Linked DNA regions of Sus scrofa: region 2 is linked to region 1. Evidence: chromatin contacts called from public Hi-C data. All regions are on one chromosome and are shown on one strand. Each heading gives the region's core, a stretch centred on a gene start, on an enhancer-like site or on the middle of the called end of the contact. The rest is flanking DNA. Distances are from core to core; before and after follow the strand shown. Region 1 has its middle 47 kb from the start of TOMM20. Region 2 has its middle 190 kb from the start of IRF2BP2.

Evidence for each region. Hi-C and Micro-C count contacts between places; a contact is called where the count stands out from the background.
Region 2: a Hi-C map of liver shows a contact between it and region 1, with 2.6 times the contacts expected there. The contact joins two enhancer-like sites. A contact is called at or near these places in 1 of 5 promoter capture datasets (liver), 18 of 47 Hi-C or Micro-C datasets (alveolar macrophages, embryonic fibroblasts, epiblast stem cells and 9 more) and 2 of 2 datasets of contacts at active chromatin or transcription factors (alveolar macrophages and skeletal muscle).

Annotation. Positions count from the first base shown.
Region 1 is chr14:56,156,312-56,163,541 of Sscrofa11.1, reverse strand. No RefSeq gene overlaps it. Among named protein-coding and RNA genes, the nearest start is that of TOMM20, 47 kb to the right of the region's middle. Within about 2 kb of position 4,456, at least 40 of the 83 cell types and tissues checked have an H3K27ac peak or open chromatin away from gene starts, as enhancers often do. A contact at or near this core is called in liver, where this site is marked.
Region 2 is chr14:56,355,753-56,362,982 of Sscrofa11.1, reverse strand. No RefSeq gene overlaps it. Among named protein-coding and RNA genes, the nearest start is that of IRF2BP2, 190 kb to the left of the region's middle. Within about 2 kb of position 2,667, at least 11 of the 83 cell types and tissues checked have an H3K27ac peak or open chromatin away from gene starts, as enhancers often do. A contact at or near this core is called in liver, where this site is marked.

The sequences.
Region 1 (7,230 bases), core at 3,207-5,706:
ATCCATTGCTCACGATGCAACCCAGCCCTCAGCTGAGAAGAACTAGTTCCCAGGTGCCAGCTCAGGGAATTTCAAACACCTCCCAGGCTGGGCTTGCCAAGCTTACTGTCACACGGTCGGTCTAGGTGCCAGGGCCGCCTGGCCCATTGCCACCAAAGGTGCAACAGCAAGGGCCTCAGGGAGGTAGAGGCCAGAAGTCGGGGGCTGATTCCCTACTCATCCTTTGCTGTGTGACTTTCAGCATATGACTCAACCTCTCTTAGCTGCTGCATCTGCATCCACATGTAAGTTGTGGGGAGAATCGAATGAGAAGGCGCCCATGAAAGCACTTTGTGTGCTTTTTTATTTTTCTTTTTCATATTCTTTTCCATGATGGCTTGTCACCGGATATTGAATACAGCTCCTTGTGCTCTATGGTAAGCCCTTCTTTTTCATCACTTCTGTGTGTAAGAGTTTGCATCTGCTAACCCCAAATGCCCAATTCACCCCCCCACCCCCCTCCCCCTTGGCAATCCCAAGTCTGTTCTCTATGTCTGTGAGTCTGTTTCTGTTCCATAGACATGTTGATTTGAGTCATAATTCCCCATATAAGTGACACCATGTAGTATTTGATTTACTTCACTTTGTATGAGAATCTCTAGGTGCATCCATGTTGCTGCAAATGGCATTATTTCATTCTTTTTTACGGCTGAGCAATATTCCATTTTTTATATATGTGCTACATGTTCTTAATCCATTCATCCATTGATGGACATTTAGGCCATTAGCACTATATGAGCTTAAAATAAAATGCAAGTGATAGTGGTTCTGTCCTATTGAAAATGTGATCCTGATGGTGAACTTCTGAGATTTTATCCAAGGAATTCCTGGGATATGAGAACCAATTTCCCTGAATCCACTTCAATGTTTTTATTTTTTTATTTTTTATTTTTGGCCATGTCTGTGGCATGCCAAAGTTCACGGGTTTAGTCCAAGGATCAAACCCAAGCCACAGCAGTAACAATGCCAGATCCTTAACCACTAGGCCACTAGGGAACTCCTGACTTCAATGCTTTTAGAATATCAGCAAGTAAACTTCCGGTGTAAAATCCAAAATAGAAACCCCATGCCACATTGTAAAGCTTTTTGGAAAATGTCAGGAAATTCCTATAGATATAAATATTATACATCCTTTGCTCCAAAACAATTCCTTGAAGACCCAGAATTGGAACTTCTACTGCCAACATGGCTGCGAGCTGACCCACAATGAGATGCAGTAGGCGGGCCCAAGAGGGACTTGGGCTCTTTTCTCTGAAGAAAAACTTTTTTTGCTTCCAAGTTATACTACGGGAGAGAAACAACAAGTTCTTTGAAGCTGTGGCCAAGTCAGTGGCACAAAGAATCCCAGCCCTTCTGCCCAATGACCCCTTCCTGGCCAGTGACCCTTGCTGCTCACATGGACTCAAGCTCTTCAAATGCCTCTCCTTAGAAGAAATTGCTAAACTTTTGCCATTCCGTTTTATCAATCAAAAGACAAGCAAGACTCTGGTCCTTCCTCATCCACAGGTATAAGATCAGCCTAATCATGAGGCCCAAGGACAAATGAGCAAAGATTTGGCTATGAACAGAGGTGGGCTGGGCAGGAAGAGACAAGAAGGCTGGGTACACTGTTCTCCACATCACAATACCCCCATCTTGGCTGATCTCCTTCTGCATGTAAATCGATGGTAACAGAGACCTCCCCCAGCTCAGGATGCAAGAGTCTGACCCTCCTTGAAAAATATGGGACATGGCGTTCCCATTGTGGCACAGTGGTTAACGAATCCAACTAGGAACCATGAGGTTGCGGGTTCAGCCCCTGGCCTAGATCAGTGGGTTAAGGATCCAGTGTTTCTGTGAGCTGTAGTGTATGTTGCAGACACGGCTCAGATCCCGTGTTGCTGTGGCTCTGGCAGAGGCCAGCGGCTACAGCTCCGATTAGACCCCTAGCCTGGGAACCTCCATATGCCATGGGATCGGCCCAAGAAATGGCAAAAAGACAAAAAAAAAAAAAAAAAAAAAAATTGTAGGTATGTATGTGGTATGAGCAGTGGAAGGCTCCAGTGAATTCAAAACCAATTGCAGTGGATCCCTCCATCCTCTCTCCATGATCTCAGGGGGAGAATCTAAGAAACGCCAATACCCAAGCCCCACTTGCAGCCAGCCAGGCAGCATCTCACGAATACATGTCCAACACTGTGCTCTTCTTAAGCCCTCCCCATCTTGATCCACAGCTCCATCCCCAGTTCAAGCTGACACCCGAAGTCATCCTTAACCCCTCCCTCCTATAGGCGCTGCATCCAGCCCACCGCCTCTCCCAGAAACCCCGGATCACTTACAGGCCTCCTTGCCTGGCCCTATGGCCAATGACCAGGGCCAGGCCACTGAGGGCAGGCGCCTGCTTGCCCTCAATGCTGTCTCTCCCAGGATCCTTTGCCTAACCATTCAACAGGCCACCCTCATTCCCCTTGGGGGGCCTCTGCATAGCTGCTACCCACTCTGAAAGGCCCAAGTCTGGTTCCTCCACATCATTTGGGGTTTGATCATTAGACTCCTGTTCTATGTCCTGCCCCTGCCCTCCCCTATAGCCAGCCTCTGTTACATGGTGCTTTTTTTTTTTGGGGGGGGTGCACCTGCGGCATATGGACATTCCCAGGCTAAGGGTCTAATCAGAGCTGCAGTTGCCAGGCTATGCCATAGCCACACCAGATCCAAGCCGCATCTGTGACCTACACTACACTGGATCCTTAATCCACTGAGCAAGGCCAGGGATTGAACCCACATCTTCATGGATATTAGTTGGGTTCTTAATCCACTGAGCCACAACAGAACTCCATATGGTGCATGTTTATTTTCCTCTTCATTTGATGTATGGATGATCACCTCCTACGAGCCCCACAAACCATGGGTCACGTTTGCCTCCTTCACCACCAATTCCCTGGCTCCTGGAGTCATTCCTGGGCCAGCACAGGCTGTTCAAAATATATTTATTGACCACGTCCCCGAGTCCAGAAACTTCCAGCAGACTAAGTTCAGTACAGTGCACTGACACTTTCTGGGGTCACCAACGGCCAGTGTCAACACCTCAGACCACAGAGTAATGACCAAGTTCCTGGTGTGGCTGCAGAGGAGAATCGCTGAGCCTCCTTCTCTGGGGACTGCTCCCTCCCCCAGGAGTCGGTGAGGGCTGAGCCCATGGCTCCAGCCCAAGAGCCTGGCGGAGGCCCCGGGAAGACCCAGACCCCTGTGCTCCTATCCCCCAGTGGGAGGGCAGCCTTATGCCTTTCTTGGCCTCACCACCTGGCCCGGCAGGCTTCACCATTTCCCCATCTCTAAGACAGGGACAAAGAATGCTTTGTCACCCCACCTACTTCTCACGGGTGTTATGAAACAACTGTTTGCTTGGAAAACACTTTGAGAAACGTGGGTAAAGGTGCCTGTGGCTCAGATGACGCCTGCTGTACTTGATCCAGGCCAGCGAGGGCCCCGCCAACTTGCCATCCGGTCCCCGCCTTGCCTGCCCGAGGGCTGGGAGGCGGGAGGTGGGAGCCTCTCCGGTGTCACCAGGCCTGTGTCACCAAGCCTGCTGGCTGCACTGTGGTCCCAGAATATGGCCACGAGGTGTGTGTGTGCATTCCTGGGGCCGCCAGACCCACTGATTTCAGCAGAAGATGAGCTCTACTTGGGCCTGGATGGTGGCCACCACGCACGCCCGGCCTGCCCTTTAGTCAGGAGGGCCAGCTAAGGGTTACCTGGGGACAACCTGCCTGAGCTCATACCACGCGGGGCGGGGCCTAGGCCTTGGTGCCAGCCTCGCCGGCGGGGAGCTGAGAACAAAGGAACGCAGTCTTGGCCCCTGGCCTAGGGAGGACAGATCTCCACCTGCAGGTGCTCAGGTGGCCTTCATCGGCAGCAGGAGCAGCAGCCACCTCGTTGCCATGACAACCGTACTTGGCAACCATGTCTCTGCCCCGGGGAGGGGTCCAGCCCCCAGCACTGGCCAGGCATTTCCCAGAGCAGCTTGAGGTCGATGATGAGGAAAGGCTGCGGGGCGGGCAGTGCAAAGGGGACACTGCACCTGCCACCAGCCAGCAGTCTCGCCTTCACCTCCGACTGGACGCTGGACTTGGCCCCATGAGGTCTCACTCCCTGCATCCGCCCAGGGCTGCTTCCCTAAAGCGGGTGGCATTTAGCAGACAGTGAACAGCAGACAGCATGTACATTTAATTATAACTCTCCCGGATAGGAAGGGCTGGCTATATACAGTATGTCTGCCTGTTACTAATTATATTTATTTTCAAACGGCGGTGGGGGGGGAGGGGAATCTTCTGAAGATGAGTCAGAAAAAAAATCCTTTGCTGTTATGAAAGCAGAGGACGTCTCCCGAGGGTGTCTGTACCGCACGGCTGTCACTGCCCGAGATGGAAGACCTGAGCTGAGCCCGCCACACCGGTGACCACCTCCAGGTGGCTCTCTGGACCCGAGCGCCTTCCTGTCCACACCTGAGCAGCTGAAAGGCTTTCTCCCCCCACCCCACCCCCTACCCCGCCACCTCTCCCCAGCCAGCCTGGAGAACGAAGCCTCTTCTTCCTGCAAAGACAGAGCCTTTCAGCATCTGCTGTCACCTTAATTGGGAGGCAGCGTTCCAGCTGAAACACAGCACAGGTTTTTCTCTCATCCAAGGAAAAGCATCCTGCCCAGATGGCCGGAATGCACGGGCTCCGCCTTCAATCTCCATACAGCCCACGATGTTATTTATACCACCACCAGCAACACCTAGAAACCCAAAACAGTGATCTCTGTGCCCGGCAGAAGCCGTGCACACTTTGGGAGCGGGCAGACCATGGTGGACATGGGTCTCACACGCGTGTGCCCTCAGCTTGGCGTCCGCACATGTGAGGTGCACACGGGTGTTTAGGGGGACAGTTCACAGGGCGTCGCCAGCTCCTCTTTCAAGGAGACGGACTGCCCCCCCCACCCCGCCCTCCCCACATTCACACCATGAGCTGGGGAGAGAAGGAAACTCAAGGCGACACATCCGCCCAAGAGAGCTGTTCAAAGCCACAATGTTCAGAATGGGTTTTCCAATAATTTTTCAAATAGTCACACTTGTTTTGTTTGCTTTCTTCCAGGAAGGCTGCAGTGTTTTGGAAAAGGAGGGGAAGGGGAAAAAATGTGAGTTCATTTCCTGAGTCTTAACTATTTCTCCGTAGACAGAGCATTGAGAGGCTGGGGCTGGGCGGGAGGGAGCGTGCTCAGGGCCACAGGACACGTGGGGCGCAGAGCAGAGGGAGCTTGGCCCCCACCCAGGCTCTTTATAGGCCATCGGTGGGGAAACCGGATTCAGCAACGAGGCGGTGTTGAAAGAGCTGAGAGCAGGTCCCCAGAATTGTCTTGCAGGCCGGTGGTTTGCAAAGTTGAACGATTAAATCAGTTCATCCAAAGAAGAAGGCAGAAAATTGATCTGGTGACTGATAATTAGGGACCCAGGAGAGAGTTATGGGAACAGCCAATACTTATCCAAGTGCTTTTCACAAGGATTATTCCACCTGCGTCTCCTGGCAACCCCACGCAGCAGAGGCGCTGTGCCCGTCCCACGGGGAAGGTTCTGGAAGGGTAACAGCAAGTCCAAGGGCCTCCCACCCTCTGCCCCAGACTAAGCATCTTCCCCTGGGTGTCTCTTCAGGGCTGTAGTCGGCATCCTGTGCAAAAGGCCCAAGTCCGTCTGTCCATCTGCCCCACTTGGATGGAAACTCCATGAGGACAGGGACTGACTTCACCAGTGTCTGCAGGGCCAGCACAGAGCTGTGAACACGGTCGCTCTGGCCTGTGTATTTGCCAGAGGAGTGAAGGAATGAATGGGTGAACCCAAAACTCCAACCCTAAAGGAGGAAAGAAGGCGCAAGAGATGCGCAGCCACCCCAGCATCCCGGCTCCGCCCTTGCTCCAAGGTTCTGTGCCACCCGGGCAGGGCGTGGGCCCCTGGGGAGCAGATGGGGGCCGGCACTCTTGTTCGCTTGTGATAGATGGACACAAGGAGAACTGTGCTTTATCCCGAAGGCAGCCTGGCATCAGACCCGGCGGTCCAACCCATAACGTCCCTGCTGGGCTCCAGGCTTAAATCAGTGATCTGGTTTTTCAGAGCAATGGTCCCGATCCTGGTGTCCTCACGAGGGGTTTAGGGGCCTCAGGCTCAAGGTTTAGTGGCCAGGCTGCTGAGAAAGCCCCCCCCCCACCGCACACACACACACACGTCCTGGCTTCCCCTGCTCTGAGACCACAAGGTGGCTTCTGTGACAGAGGGACTGAGGAAAAGCAAGAGGGGCAGAAGGAGACACAAAAGATGGGGACCGTGTGAAGCTGGAGCCCTTCCCGCTGCCTCACCTCACTGAAGGCTCATCTGGGGTTTTGTCTTTTATTCCACTTTTACGCACAAGTCTCTGTAAGCGCTATTGCCTCCCTGGCCTTGCCTTCACTGCCAGCACTGCTGGGGAAGCTCAGGGTCCTGCCCTCGAAGGCTCCCAGCCCGGCACAGTCCAGCTGCCTATGGCACAGAGGTACCCACCCCAGACTCTGCAGCTCCTCCAAGGAGATGTGAGGGCACTGGGCAGTCCTGGCCTCAGCCAACCAGGCCCTTCTCTTTGCCTCCTTATTTCTTCTTTCTTTTTTTTTTCTCTTTAGAACTGCACCCATGGCATATGGAGGTTCCCAGGCTAGGGGTCGAATCGGAGCTGTAGCCACCAGCCTACACCACAGCCACAGCAACATGGGATCTGAGCCACGTCTGCAACCTACACCGCAGTTCAGGGCAATGCCGGATCCTTAACCCACTGAGCGAGGCCAGGGATCAAACCCACATTCTCATGGATCCTAGTCGGGTTCATTACCACTGAGCCACAACAGGAACTCCCTGCCTCCTGATTTCTGGTTCTGCTGGGTGGACGTGTATGAGAAAAGTGACTCCAGTCCCTTCTAAGAGAAAGAAAAGCGGTGCACTGGTGTGGGGGCATTGTGTCCCTGAGTCACACAGAGCCAACGCTGAAAAGCCTCATTTCCTCTGATAGGTGGCCCTTGGGAGCGGTGACAGAACTTGGGCCCGAGGGGGCCAGGACTGCCTTATGGGCACGACTGTTAACACACAGCACAGAAGACCTGAGAAGCGGAGACAGGCTGCCTCCCACCAGCCCTGCTCTCCAAAAAGCCACTTGGCTC
Region 2 (7,230 bases), core at 1,418-3,917, 200 kb before region 1:
CCCTGACACTTAGAAAGACCCAGGAGACAGTATAGATGCCTTTGGACCTGTTGTGGTCTGTGCACACGGGTCACAAAATAATTTCTGGACTCGTATCGGGGTGAAAAGAAAGAAGAGTTTATTGAGCATGGCGAGGGGAGAGAAAGTAGAGTTTATTGAGATAAGAGATGCTGCAAGCAAAGCAGGCTGACTTGCTGATGATCGGGGAGAACCAATCCTTGAACGTGTGGTCATGTCTGTTTTAATAGCCCAGGGAGAGGAGATGTCTCAGGATATATCTGCTGACCTGCTGATTGGTTGGGGAAAGAGGGGAGTCTTAGGATACGCTTGCTGGTTGGTTGGGAGCATGTAAGGTCCTATAGGGGTGGGGCGAGGAGTGGGCCATATACCTTTCCTAGTAGGGGCAAGAAGGAGTAGACCTGGTTGCTCAAGGTGGGGGAGGGAGCACTACAATGAGACAGGAGGGGTGATGATAAGGGTCTGGCAATTCCTGTCTTGGCCAGACGCTTGGAGTTCTATCTCCCTAAAGGGAACTTGAAGCCCAACAGGATCCACCCCCTCCATCTGGCTTGAGGAGGGACACTGACCAGGGAAAGCTGACCTCAGAAAGGCATGTCCCAAGAGCATGTGACTGTGGCCATTTGTATGGTAACTCGCTGACTTATACGGGCAGAGAGAGATGGCTTCTCTCCTGAGCCGTGTTCTCAACTTGTTCTGAACCCCTCCAATTTTCCATCTGTTAAATGGAATGATAACTCTTGACGTCTGCTTGCCTCACTTGGACACTATGAATAGAAAAATTTTCCCCAAGTGCTTTGGGCTCACACGAAAAGGAACTAGCTAAGCATCTCTGCACTCGCCAGATTTTCCTGGACACCAATCAACTTAAATGGATAATAATAAATTCCTCTGCCTGTCTTTGTTGAGAGAGTAAAAGAGAAAGAATCCCTCAAGACCTCGGGTCTCGAATATTCTGCTCTCTAAAACCTCTTTCAAGAAAAGGGTCTGAGGACCAGGTCTGAGAGATGGCAAGAGCTGTCTCTAGAATATTTTGGTTTTAAAAATCACCTTCCCTGGAGTTCCCATTGTGGTTCAGCAGAAACAAATCCGACGTAGCCATGAGGATATGGGTTCAATCCCTGGCTTTGTTCAGTGGGTTAAGGATCTGACGTTGCCATGAGCTGTGGTGTAGGTTGCAGATGTGGCTTGGATCTGGCGTTGCTACGGCTATAGCATAGGCCAGCAGCTGCAGCTCCGAATCGACTCCTAGACTAGAAACTTCCATATGCTGCAGGTGCAGCCCTAAAAAGAAAAAAAAGAAAAGAAAAATCCCCTTTCCTGAACCACGTAGACGGAAGCATTCTGCATGGAAAGGTGAGAATGGGTTATGACTCAGCCTTGGGACCGTGTATAGACATGGGGAGGCTTCCAGATGCTTTTATGTCTTCACTTATTCATGTATTCCACAGCGCTTTCCAGAGCAATTATCCCAGGTTCCCTAAAAGCATCTGACCACCAAGTCCAGGGTTTGGTTACCACTGTCTGACCCCAAACCAGCTCTCTCAGGCTGGACCTCCAGCTGAATCAGGTTGCCTATCTTGCAACCCAACACCTGCTCCCATCTCCCCTCACCTTCTATGTCCCTGGGGTGAGGGGGCTACCAAGCAAAAGGAAGTTGGTTTCTACTCTGTGGTGTGTGTGTGTGTGTGTGTGTGTGTGTGTGTGTGTGTGTGTGTGTGTGTGTGTGAGATACCCAAAGACCAAAGGAGAGAGGAAGAATAGAGAACCAACGCTGTTTTTCTCCAAAACCCTGAGATGAGACTTCAATGAGATGAGTCAAGGGTATAACAATCTTGTCCAGGTAAAATTTCCTCTCTCCTTAAGCAGTTTGTAAGTTTCTCAAACATAAGGATCTGAATTCCCTTCTCCTGCAGGGCCGTTTACACAATGGAGTTTTGTTGAATGGCAACCGAATAAATGATTTACTCAGTGGCTTTGAGAACAAGACCATTCACTTTCAAAGCCCTGCTGAGGTAGACAGATGCTGAAGAGTCTTCCCCTGTGCTTGCAGAATGTGGGGGCTTGCACTTCCCGATCTAGACTAAGAGCAGTAGGTGCAGATTGGATCCCTGTCAATTAAGCCTAAGTGTCGACTCATATAACAGGGCTGCCACTTGCTATGGTTTGTAAAGCTGAGTCCAGGCAAAACCTGATGGGAGATGCCCCTTGCGTTCTGTGCTTCTTTCATTCCTGCCCAGGGGCTTCAAAGACCTTGGGCCACCAGGGCTTTCTCAGCCTTCCCGTAATTTCCATGGCCAGATGGGAAAGCAACGCATCCTGGGACCCACCTGAGCACAGCCCACGTGTCTGTTTGCCGTGAAGAAGAGCATTTTACAACCGGATCCATCCAACGATAGAATGGGATGTCTCCCCAAACCGAGAGAGTGGGTTCCATGTTTGCCAGCAAAGATGGTGCTACAACCTGCCTGGGAGGCTTCGGAAAGGCCCCTACCCAGTGGGGCGGGGGAGGTTAACACCAACTTCTAGGGTCTTTTCCAACGTGAAGATCCTCTAATCCTGTGGTTTCGGGTCACGGGACTCTAGAACCAAGGGTGGTGACAGATAGACTCTGACCTCACCAGAAAGAGCAATGGGTTGAGAAACACGATTGATCTGGCGCTGGGCCATCCTAACGAATGGATCCAACATGTGCTGAGTTAATCCACTCCCTGGGGCAGGAGGAAAGGGAGCCCAACCACCGGTGGTCTCCGGGACCGTGTGGAGTAATGGCCCTTCCGCATTACCTGAAGCGTGCAGTTGGTACACCGTGTGTGTGAAAGGCGCTCGCATAAAAGTGATTTTATGGCTCTGGCTTGGGTTTGTCAGCCAAGTAAACAGACAAATCTCAGTTATAAAAGGGGCAATAAAATCAGTACATGACGCTTTGAACTCGTACTAAATGCCATCTTTATTTCAAGGTTCTCAACGTGTTTTTACCAACAAGTTCAGAACTGTCTCCGTTGTCCCCCCTTAAGATGGGGAAACTGAGTCACAGCTTGGCAAGGGCTGGAACCAGCCGGGTTTGTTTCAAGGGAGATGCCTCTGCAGTGGGCCTGTGGGTGCCCCCCACCCCAACCCCCAACCCAGCCACACCTTTGTTCCGAGTGTAAATGCACAGATTCAGAGCCACTGGTGTAAATTCTACCCAGGTGGCCCGAGCACAGCTGAGATCCAGCGAGTTGACAATAGCAATGGCACAGACCAGTTCTCGTGCTTCCTGTGCATCAGGCACCACCACCCCTACTTCTCGCCACAGTCCTGGGAGGTGGGTGTTTTTATCCTCCTGTGTAAACTGGGACAATGAGGTATAAGGAGGTGAATGCATTTGGAAGGACCCCTCCCACCCCCCCGCTGGAGGGCGCCTTGCTGTCGGTTCCCAGAGTCTGTGCTTTAGTGACCAGGGACTCTTATTTCTGAGGAAAAGGACCCAAGCCACCCTATTTGCTCAGAGGTGGGGAATTTTAATTCATCCCCTTCCAGTCTTCATTTCCAAATACGAATAAAGTCAAGGACAAATTCGCACAGGTTTCCCTTAGGGGCGCAGGGAGCAGTTTGGGAGACAAACAACTCATGAACAAAACCATTTCGGGTGAGCCAGACCAGCAGTTCGGAAATCATAAATAGAAAGAACTCCAAAAAATTACAAGAGACTGTTAAGACGATGGAGAAAATTCTAAAGTACTCGTTCTTGTTATTTTACTATTTTAAGTTGAAAACTGCCCTGTCAAATGTATTTGAATTGTCCAACATGGGAACAATGCAGGAGTTTCAAGATGAGATACCACTGGCCCAAGCACACCATCTCCCCCGCAATGCTGGATGCCGTGGTGCTCAGTGGCTCCCTCCTGGGGGCACCCTCAGCCCCTCCTGGTCACAAGGGGATTCTGACAACCTGCTCATTAAGCCCATCTTCCCTTCCTCCTGGGCAAGCTGGCCTCGATTTCCCAGCATCCCTTGTGGTGAAGTAAAGTCATACGACTGGGTTCCGGCCAATGGAATGTATTCTGGCCAAAATGAGTTCTGACCAATGGGCGTTTCTCCCCTGTTTTGTCTTTTACTGTCCATCCCCTGGATGTGAACACCCGGGTAATTGATCTTGGAAGCTCCCTGTTGAGGATGGCTGGGGCTCTACCAGCCCAGATTCTAAAGGACTGAAACAGAACAGAACCCCTGCCTCGTGCCCCATTGCTGATCAGACTGATTTGGTGTTTAGACCCAACATGTGCAAGCTATTCCAATTGATGGGGCAGAAGCAGGCCATGTGGATGGCCTAAAAAAAAAAGATAAAAGAAAAAATTGAACTCGGAACAGTTTCAGTGACAGCTATAATATGTTCTAAAATGTCACAAAATGTTAAAATAGCTAGCATTTCTTTAACTAATAGAGCAATTTGATGATAAGAATCCACCCTCTCCAGGCTAAAAATGAAAAATTCTGTAACCATCACCCCCTGGCATGGCAGAAAGGAACCTGGGGCATAGAAACACCCCGTTACTTTCTTTCTTCATTGAGTTAGTGGCCTGTGATAAAACTCAACTTCTTCAATTGCCTTTCCACATACTCTAGGCTGAAGGTGACAAATTGGGTTTGTCTTGAAGCCACCTTGAAATGATCGATGGTCACTACCTGAGCTGAGAAGTCTCTTGGAACCAAGTCAGGAAAGAGTGCAGTGATCAGAAGGCCTCCTTTGCCAAGCGCAATGGTGGCGGCGGGGGGCGGGGGGAATAGTGCCAGCCAGTGGCTCCCAAATACCTGTTCATGGACAGATGCCTTCAGAATCACGTGGGATGTTTGTTTGCAATTCAGTCTCCAAGCTCCCATGCTCACCCTCCCAAGATTTACTGAATTAAAATCTCCAGGTGTGTGGCGTTCCCACTGTGGCTTGGTGGGTTAAGAATCCTACTGCAGGGGAGTTCCCATCATGGCTCAGCAGAAATGAATCCGACTAACATCCATGAGGATGAAGGTTCGATCCCTGGCCTTGCTCAGTGGGTTAAGGATCCGGCATTGCTTTGAGCTGTGGTGGAGGCCAGCAGCTGCAGCTCCAATTTGATCCCTAGCCTGGGTACCTCCCTATGCCTCAGGTGTGGCTCTAAGAAAAGGATAAAAAAATAAAAAATAAAAAAGCATCCCACTGTAAAGGCTCAGGTCACTGTGGATGTTTGATCCCCAGCCTGGCACAGTGGGTTCAAGGATCTTCTTCATCACCTGAGCTGATTGACCCTGGGAGAGTGACTTCACCTCTCTGTGCCTCCACTGCCTCATATTTAAATTAAGGATAATAATAACACCTTCCTCCTAAGGGCATCAGGAAGATGAAATAAGATTTTACATAATAAACACTCAGCAAGTACTAGCTTTTATCATATTTTCTTCTTCCAAGTCTCCAAGAGGTATTCTGCCCACTGGCACCAGCACAGGGAAAAGCATTGTTTTCCTAGATTTCCAGATGCCCTGGAGAGCACCACTATCTGCAAATAGTGTGAAGGACAAGGACACAGGGCTTGAGTCTCCTCTGCTTTGCATCTGAGCTGGACGAGGACCTTGGATGGGAAACCACCTGTTGAGAAGAGCTTAGAGGGAGAAGGGCAGTGTGTACACATTGATGCTGAGGTGGTGATGGTTATGATACCGGCGACAGTGATGTACGTGACAATGCTGGTCTTGGTGATGATGGGAAGCCTGGTCACCATGGGATGTGATGGCACTGTGCCAACTGATGGTGGTGTGGGGGGTTTGGGGCTGTCAGAGGACAATGTGCTCCATCGTCCTTCACCGTGAAGGCTTCACACTCAACAGCAATCTGGTCACAACGGTGCCTCCTCAGGACCCTGACCATCCCGTTGGCACCAGCGCCCCTGCTGACAAATGCCAGAGCCTGGGACCCCCCAGCCATCTTCGGTCAAGTCTGCGTAGTCCCTGTGTTTCTCCCCAGACCTCACGGAGAGCCTGGGCCCATGCTTCTCACTGGCTAGGATGGGGTCCTACACCCAGATCTGCTGCCAGACGTCTGGGAGAGCAAGCAGCCAGTATTTGCTGGCTGGTGGTGGAGCTCAAAGGTAAGAAGTAGATTCCAAAGCGAGGCAGCCAAAACCCAGTAAATATTTACCACACTCAGCTAATCCTGGCTCTTTTTAGCTGATCAACACACAGAAAAACGGAAAACCAACACCTTACTGCTCTGTCTCCCTCTCCATCTGTGGGCCCCGTCTAAGCTGGACTGGAGCGGAGGCAAAGCCAGACTGCTGGGGAGGCAGGGACATGGGTGCTGTTGGGTACATGGTTTGATGGCCTGTCCAAAATGAAGCCTTTGCCCTTGGACCTCGGTGTCCCAGGAACCTCGGACACCTCAGCCCATCCCAGGAAATGGGCTTGGGTGAAGAGTTGCCAACAGGGGGCAGCCAGAGGCACTTCGGGACCCCAGTGATTAGGAGCCAATACAAGCCGAGGAACCGCTCACCCAACGAGGAGCCAGGAAGTCTGAGTTCCCGCCCAGCCCTGCCTTGGCTCCCGGCACAGCCCAGAGCCAATCTTTCAACTTTCGTGACTCAGTTTACTCCACTGCCAAATGGAGATAATCACGAGGAGCTCAAAGCCCTTTTGTAACACTCTAATGAGTGTTTATGAAGCACTTTGTAGGAGTTTATAGTTATTCGAGCTGGGAAAGGAATTACAAATTATTCCGGAGTAAACAGTATTTAGAATCTGGGTTTTCACCAGACAACAGGTTTGACTGGATGTTTACAAGACCATTGTAACAGGACACCCCGAGGTCCCATCGATGCAAATTGGCTTCATTTGAAGCACCTCTCCTCCCTGAAAAGCATATTATGTCCTGTGAGTAGGGGGTCCTTTGTGAAGGCATCATGCATTTCATGATTCATGAGCGAACTGAACAACTGGATTCAGAAATGGAAGCCAGATGCTCATCTTTTTTTTGTTGTTTTTTTTTCCTCAGGGATTGGGGGTGAAGACACAATGGAGAATTGTTTGAAAAACCAGATAAACCTGATTTCTCCCCAACTACATCTTCCAAAGAGCTCCATGCTCCTGTGGAAATTTGCCCCCCATATGCTATGGATCGATAATCATTCCCCAAGAATTATAAATGTATTTCCTTCAGAAGTTTGGAATAAAAAAAAAATAGAATCCTGAGATGTAGCAGGGAGG